Linked DNA regions of Mus musculus: region 2 is linked to region 1. A link is a contact called in public HiChIP or PLAC-seq data. All regions are on one chromosome and are shown on one strand. The core of a region is the stretch at or near the end of the contact, and the rest is flanking DNA. Distances in the headings are between cores, read along the strand shown.

Evidence for each region. HiChIP or PLAC-seq counts read pairs in DNA pulled down with a chosen protein or histone mark.
Region 2: an H3K27ac HiChIP or PLAC-seq map of oligodendrocyte precursor cells shows a contact between it and region 1, with 3 times the contacts expected there. The contact joins the promoter of Nhlrc1 here to the enhancer-like site in region 1. A contact is called at or near these places in 1 of 39 promoter capture datasets (hippocampal neurons), 5 of 484 Hi-C or Micro-C datasets (bone marrow-derived macrophages, cardiomyocytes, cerebral cortex and 2 more), 13 of 115 datasets of contacts at active chromatin or transcription factors (bone marrow-derived macrophages, cardiomyocytes, craniofacial prominence and 9 more) and 4 of 9 other capture datasets (adipose tissue, embryonic stem cells, liver and 1 more).

The regions. Positions count from the first base shown.
Region 1 is chr13:46,871,191-46,875,102 of GRCm38.p6, reverse strand. The region is part of intron 2 of Kif13a (kinesin family member 13A); the gene reads left to right. Among named protein-coding and RNA genes, the nearest start is that of Gm22960, 29 kb to the left of the region's middle. Within about 2 kb of position 2,137, at least 27 of the 459 cell types and tissues checked have an H3K27ac peak or open chromatin away from gene starts, as enhancers often do. A contact at or near this core is called in cerebral cortex, forebrain, heart atrium and 3 more, where this site is marked.
Region 2 is chr13:47,012,971-47,017,162 of GRCm38.p6, reverse strand. It overlaps Nhlrc1 (NHL repeat containing 1), which reads left to right and starts at 2,313. Exons shown (of 1, transcript NM_175340.4): 1 at 2,313-4,192. The coding sequence starts at 2,384. The coding sequence ends at 3,589.

The DNA of each region.
Region 1 (3,912 bases), core at 888-3,387:
TCTTCTCATCCCAAGCCAAAATTCATTAAATGATTTAAAAAAGGAGGGAAAAAAAAAACCCAAACAAATCAAAAACCCTGCAATTCATACCAGCATCTCTAGCAGCAGTTTTTAAACCAAGCACTCTAAGATGGTGCAATCCCATGATTCTGATCGTTACATGCTGAAACATAGCACAAATCATTGTTTTGGAAAGTCACCTCCTTACTGTTTCTATACGAACCGAAAACTTCACACTTGCAGTGAAGACATTTCGATGACTGACACACAGTAGTTTTAAATCCGGGCCACAGTGTGTCAGGCAGATTGTATCGGCATTGCATGGTGTCCTGGCGTGTACCACAGAGCAGAGACAGCCGTGAAGTCACAGAATGCAAACCTGGCAAGCCCTGGGAAAACTTAGAGTAGTTGTACATTTGATTTGAGCTCGTGTTTAGTAGTTGTGTGTTCAGAAACCTTTTGGCATTGTCGAACTTTTTGTGCCCGCCTCCCCCTCATTTTGTATGTAACCACATAGGAGGTCCCAACCCACAATCCTAGAACTGGGGGTAGATGACAGGGAGCCAGGCAGATCTGGACATCACCCTGGAGCAGCTTGCTGTAGAGTGGATATGGGGGCAATGAAGGGACAGTAGCCATTCCAGAGTCCAGAATGGGGACCTGGGGAAGGTCTCAAGGGAAAGACCTTTGTGCCAAGGAGAGAGCAGTAGTGTGGGGTAGGGTGTGGGGTAGGGGGGATTGCTACATGTGAGAGCTGAGTGGTAGGAGAGTCTAATGAGCTCTCAATTGGTGAGTAGAAGTAGAAGACTGCCTTCTGTGGACACCGTCAGGAACATGGCTGGCCCTTCCCTATAAGAATAAGAGGTTGAGGGGCTGGAGAGATGGCTCAGCGGTTAAGAGCACTGACTGTTCTTTAGAAGGTCTTGAGTTCAAATCCCAACAACCACATGGTGGCTCACAACCATCTGTAATGAGATCTGATGCCCTCTTCTGGGGTGTCTGAAGACAGCTACAGTGTGTACTTACATATAATAATAAATAAATACAACTTTAAAAAACTAAAAAAGAATAAGAGGTTGTTGCAGGGGCCATATGACTTCTAATTTCATTTTTAAAGGAGTTTTTTTTTTTTTTACATTGATTGATTGATTTTGTGTGTGTATGTGTGTGTGTGTGTGTGTGTACACATACTACCATGTATGGGTAGAGGTCAGACGTCAACCTGTAGGAGCTGTTTTTAATTTCCTCCATGTGGGTCCCAGGGATTTGAACGCAGATCTTTGGGCTCAGCAGCGTCATCTTGAGTCATCTTGCTGAGTCATCTCGCTGGCAACCATGTGGCTACTCCTATGGGCAGTTTACCCATCTGAGAAATGAGGGCTGTCTCCCTCCTATTTGAATGAGAACTCAAAAGATAGGGTGTCGAGAACCATTTGCAGCATGCAGAATATGTTCCAAAGTCAGCGTCAACCTCCTAGCGGTGAGGTAGATGGAGAAAGCTTTCTGTAGTCGTGGATACACAGCAGAACCTCTGGTGGCCGCACAGACCCCACGGGCAGCTCTGTGAGATTATGGGCTCAGTGTCCAGCTATGGAACTGTTTGGTTTGGTTTTGTTTTTTCTTTGAAGTTGAGTTTGTCCTTTTTGGTTTTGGAATAGTGCTGCTGATGGCTTTTATAATTAAGGTTGTCAATTCAGAGCATCCAATGGTCTTCCCTTTCTCTTTTTGCCTTTTAAGTTAGGATGGAAGTTGGGTGTTGGCTTTTCATTGCCTTCCTGTGGATAACCAGCTCAGGTCACAACAGAGGAGAAACTGCTGAGCTTCAGCCACTTGTTCGTATCTCAGGCTGGCTTAGAGTACAGCGTTCTCCTCACCTGGGTGTCTACATGGACTTTGCTCTTCTGACTTGCCTCCCGCTCCCCCCATGACTTGCCCAAATCATGGACTTCCAGCAGGACTTTCAGGGACCTGTGTAATCCTGAAGAATTCCGTCAGGAAGGTTTTCTTTGGGTTCCTGTTGGCTGTTTGCCTGTTGGGCAAATAGCTTGTTTGTTTGTGGCTGACCACATAAATAGCACGTGCAAATGAGACGCTTGCAATCCATTTGGAAGTACTAGAAATGATGCAGGTTTTGCAGCTGCTGGGCCAGGGTGCGTGCGTGGCATAGCGGGAAGGGACATCTGCAGCTGCCTTATAGTGATCCCACGCCTTTGCAGACCGACCTCAGACTTGCCTGTTTATGACTTCTGGGCCCCATGTTACTCCCAATTCGTCTTCTGCACTGGGTGGAATTTCAAATAGATCTGTGGATCTCTCTTTAGCCGTTTAAAAGCACGTTTAGGTTTAAAATCAAAGATTTCTATCCCTGTTGTGTTATCTAGTTTGTTTGTTTGTTTGTTTAATCATGTACATTCTAACCCAGAGGATGACATCACTGTAAGTGCTAACTACCCCTGTGACTTTTGTCACAGACATATCATTGGCACCTCTATTTGCAGCTCCCAGGTCTGTATTGGACACGGAATGAAAAATGACATCCTGCCTGGTCAGCATGCCTCCTAAGATCTCGTTTTGTAATAGACATGATTTCCGGCCATGGCGATTCAACTCAATGTGACCTTGAAAATAGATGGTTCTGCATAGATGCCTTGCGGAGTTAAGTGGGCTGCTGACTCAGGGACCTCTCTGTGTGGAGCCCTCAAGTGGCCAGTCCTGCAGGCTGTCAAAGTTAACAAGCATCTGGCCCCGGCACCAGCAGGTGTCAGGTGGAGAGAGGGCATTTGTGAGTAAAAGGGGCTGACAGTGGAGGCTCTTGTAGCCTGTGTGCTGCTCTGATTCCTCCAAAGACTTCATGAATATTAATTCCATTAACCCTCACTGCACCTTTTATGTGGCAGCTGGGGGAGCCAGCACTGAAAGTTTAAACACTGTGTCCAGTGTCATTTTGCTACAAAGTAGCAGAGTGGGAGATTGGGTGAAGCTCGGCATTAGCATCTATGCCCATAACCACCATGCTGGGACAGGCTCTCATAAAAGGCAGCCGTGGGTCTTGACTTGGACCTTTAGGAACTGTTGTACAGAGCCTGATGTTGGTTTCTGGCACGCTTGCTTGCTTGCTTGCTTGCTTGCTTCCTTCCTTCCTTCCTTCCTTCCTTCCTTCCTTCCTTCCTTCCTCACTCTAGCTCTGCTTTTCTAGAAAGGATTTCTCTGTGTAACATAATAACCCTGGCTGTCCTGGACTCTCTTTGTAGACCAGGCTGGCTTTGAACACAGAGAGATCCACCTCCCTCTGCCTCCTGAGTGCTGGGATCAAAGGCCTGCGCCATCAAAACCCAGCTAGGTTTCTGACTCCTTAATGTAGGAAGTGAAATGCCATCCAATGGCAGAGTGCTTTACCTCCCATGTGTGAGGTTTTGATTCCCCCGTACTACAGAGAGGAAAAGTATTGTTGTTAATGGTAGCATAAGTGATACAAGCTTTCATGTGACTGGAAAGTTACTTTGGAAATAAAAGTAGTAACAGAAAGTTAAAAAGCACCATCCCTCCCAAAAGGCCCCGTGAATTGGAGTCAAGTCTTTAGTAGCAGCATCTAGACTGAGATACATTGTATTCTGCGATTCACCTCATAGTGTGCTTTACTCTTGGTTTGTGGGCGTGATCCTCATGGTTTGAGATGGTATTCTCCTTGGACTCAAGTAAGCCTCCCGCTCCAGCCTTCTGAATAAATGGAACTGTAGTGCCAGCACACCCCATTCGCTCCTGACCTGAGGCTAGTATATGTGTTCTGTGCTGATGTGTTTGCCAAACTCCTCAGTGTAATACTTTTGAAGACAGGACCAAAAAACTGCTCAAAACCCATGTGGGTTTTTTGTTTTGTTTTGGGTTTTTTTTCCTCTCTCTCTCTCTCTCTGC
Region 2 (4,192 bases), core at 1,064-3,563, 140 kb before region 1:
AAAATGAGTGTTAAAATGTCTCCATTCATGTTTTCAGGTGATTACAATGTCCAAAGGATGGATTGGACACAAAGAATTCAACTAAATTTTGTTTTTCTTTTCAACTTTTTAAAAGTGGGGATACAAGGGAATTATTTTAAAATGTGGGTTTCCTTACATTTCTGTTGCACAAGACTGGTTCTAAAAATAGTCCAGTTTTGTATCCAGACTGTGTTTCCCGAGTTAAAAACTGTTTCTGAGGGGCTGGAAAGAAGGCTTAACGTGAGAGCACTTGCTGCTCTTGCAGAAGACTTGGGTTTGAGTCTCAGGATCCATATTGTGGCTCACAGCCATCTGTAACTCCAGTTTCCTGGAACCGACAGCCCCGCTCCGACCTCCTATGACACCAGGCATACTGTAGAGAAAACACTTATACACAAAAAGTAAAATAAATCTATTTTCTTATTATTTCTGAGGGGCTGGAGAGGTTGCTCAATAGTTACATAACGCTGGCTGCCCAGTCTGGAGAATCCACATTAGGAACCCTCCCACATTCAGTGGCTCACACCTGCCTATAATTCTAGCTCTCGGGTATCTAACATCCTCTTCTGGCCTCCAGAGGTTCACACAGACGTCCACACAGACACACAGACAGCCTCGTGCACACACACTAATAAAAAACAGTTTTTTTAAATTACTAATAAAAAAACTTTCTATGAGATATTATTTTAGTTGGTGTCTTATTTAGAATGGAAATGCATTTTGAAATCATAGTATCAGCTTGGTTATTCTGGTCTAACATTCAATCTCTGAGATATGTAGTAGTTGATTAAAAAAGAAAAAAAAAAACTGCTTGTTTTCCTTGGCCTTCCAAAGAATTTCTCTCTCGAAGAGTGTTAACACAGGCTTGAGTCCTCCAGTTTCTTGGAAGTCTATGGAACAAGAGGGTAACCAATCATGATCACAGCCTTTTTGTGAATAAGAATGTTCTAATACATGGTTTTGGCCAGCACCTTGTTCATGTAAGACAGTTAACTCCGAAAATGAGAGCTTTGAATACCCCCAATGGATTTCGGAAGATTATACTGACCATAAGATTAGGATACTTCCACGATCATCTTTATTGTCAATCATTTCTCCAGTTTTGAAATATTTCCTATACTTATTTATTTGCAGGTGTATATGTTTATGTGAATGTATCTCACACGTTTGCAAATGCATGGAGACCAGAAGGGGACTCTGGATTCCCTGGAGCTGGGGTTACAGATGGTGCGGAGAACTGAACTCATGTCCTCCAGAAGGGCAGCAAGCACTCTTTACCACTGAGCCATCGCTTCAGCCCCTTTACTTTCAATCTTTCTCGGGATGGAAGGCATTGCAGGGAGGAACCGCTGGCTCGAACTTACCTGTACGTTATAATCCCCTTCACAGTGCCCCTCAGCCCACACTGGTGCAGTTAAGCCTTTGCCAAGGAGACTCAAACATTTGTCATACAAAACCATATCTGATGATCAGTGAGATGCCGTGTAGTCAAACTGCCTGCCTTCCAATCACGGCCTCCATGAGGCTTAAATAAAAGTGAATGAAAACCACTTAAAAGAAGGCAGGCACGAGCGAATTCTATAACTGCTACTAACTAACAAGTTTTGTTGTTGTTGTTTTGTTTGTTTTTGAGACGGGGTCTCCCTTTGTGCCTCTAACTGGCCTGGAACTCACTATGTAGACCACCATGCGAGAAAGCTAACAGCTTTCAAAATATCCCTTCCACACAAACCCACTTCACAAGTATTCTTTTGTTTGTTTTGGTTTGGGGGTTTGTTTTTTTAGGCACTGTAGCCTAGGCTGGCCTCCAACTAACCACCAACAGCTGTTCTCCTGTTTCTGCCGCCTGAGTCCCGGCATCACAACTATCACACCCAATTCTTTGACGTCTACGTAGCTACCTTCTCACAAGAAGGAAAAAACACAGCAGAGAGGAATGCACATCTGCCCCTTGAAGTTATCTTCTTTCTTGTGTCTCTGTCTTCAGAATCTTACTATACAGAGACTAGGAGCCATGTCTTGTTCCTGTCTAGCCCTGGTACCCACCTCCCAGCGAAGCTGACTGGCAGTCCGTTTGGGCACCATCCCTGAGAGACTAGCTGTCACTTACAGGAGGACACGGAGAGACCCACTCATCACACCCCGCCCCCACACCCGCTGACATGTCTCAATCTTTAATCCTGGAATCTTCCACCCGTGACGTGATTATCCCAGGTCTGCGCACGGCGCATGCGGACGACTGCGTCGTGCGTCCGCCAGGGGGTGGCAGTGTGCGCCCTGCGTCAGAGCGCATGCCCCGCTCCGTGACCGTGACCGTGGCCGTGACTGAGGGCTGCGCGGAGGCAGCGGAGCAGCGGGAGCAATGGGGGAGGAGGCGACGGCGGTGGCAGCGGCTGGGGTGCGGCCCGAGCTGGTGCGGGAGGCGGAGGTCAGCCTGCTGGAGTGCAAGGTGTGCTTCGAGAGGTTCGGCCACTGGCAGCAGCGGCGCCCGCGCAACCTGCCCTGCGGCCACGTGGTCTGCTTGGCCTGTGTCGCCGCTCTCGCGCACCCGCGGACGCTGGGCCTCGAGTGTCCCTTCTGCCGGCGGGCCTGCCGAGCCTGTGACACCAGCGATTGCCTGCCGGTGCTGCACCTCCTGGAGCTCCTGGGCTCCACCCTCCACGCGTCCCCGGCTGCCCTCAGCGCCGCCCCCTTCGCGCCGGGGACTCTCACCTGCTACCACGCCTTCGGCGGGTGGGGGACCCTAGTGAACCCCACAGGGCTTGCACTGTGCCCCAAGACCGGACGGGTAGTGGTCGTGCACGACGGGAAGAGACGGGTCAAGATCTTTGACTCCGGAGGAGGAGGTGCACACCAGTTTGGAGAAAAGGGGGACGCAGCGCACGACGTGAAGTACCCACTGGATGTCGCCGTCACCAACGACTGCCATGTGGTTGTCACCGACGCTGGCGACTGCTCCCTCAAAGTGTTTGATTTCTTTGGCCAGATCAAGCTGGTTGTGGGAAAGCAGTTTTCCCTGCCTTGGGGTGTGGAGATCACCCCTCACAATGGGGTCCTGGTGACTGATGCAGAGGCAGGGACTTTGCACCTGCTGGAAGCGGATTTCCCTGAAGGGGTCCTTCGGAGGATTGAGAGGTTGCAAGCTCACCTATGCAGTCCCCGTGGGTTGGCAGTGTCATGGCTCACGGGGGCCATCGCGGTCCTAGAGCATCCTTGTGCCTTTGGGAGGACTGGCTGTAACAACACAAGGGTGAAGGTGTTCAACTCCACTATGCAGCTGATTGGCCAGGTGGATAGCTTCGGGCTGAACCTCCTCTTCCCCTCCAAAGTAACTGCCTCTGCTGTGACCTTCGATCACCAAGGAAACGTGATTGTTGCTGACACCTCTGGTCCAGCCATCGTCTGCTTGGGGAAACCCGAAGAATTCCCAGCCCTGAAGCCTATAATCACTCACGGCCTCTCCCGTCCTGTGGCACTGGCCTTCACCAAGGAGAATTCTCTTCTTGTGCTGGATACTGCATCCCATTCTATAAAAGTCTTTAAAGTGATGGAGGGCAACGGAGGGTGATGGGGATCCTGAAGCCAGGAGTCAGAAATCTTGGTGTCATTGGGAGTGAATTGGTCTCACCCATCCATCCAGACAGAAGTAATGGTAACTGAATGGCAAAAGCAGTTACTAAGGCAGTTTTAAAAGACTAATAATTAAATTTGTCATTCGGTGAATGCCTGTTCCCGTGTTAAGAAATTTGCAGATCTTAGCCTGTTTGCTTCTTAACACACAGCGATGTTAATTCCTATTATCCGTCCACTTGGGAGATGAGAAGACAGACCCAGAGCATTCAGTATGGTTTCTTTAGAGTTGTATTCACTGGGACAGTTGAATTCAGTTCTGGCTCCAAACCACTTGCTCTTAGATATGATGTTAGATGTCGTCAACAACAACAAAAACTGTGAGCTGTGTCTTATGTATGTATGTTCTCCTTACAAGTGGGTAACTGGTAAAGTGCACAAAGACAAGAAAGGGGTCTTCATGGGGATTTTAGGAGAAAAGGGAAGTTGTCCATCACCTTCAGCTGTGAGCTCCCCCAAAGGTAGAGTAGATAGCTTATTACCAGTTCCAAGATTTGAACAAGAAACAAAGTTGAGCTCTTTCCTTATAAGGCAAAGGCTG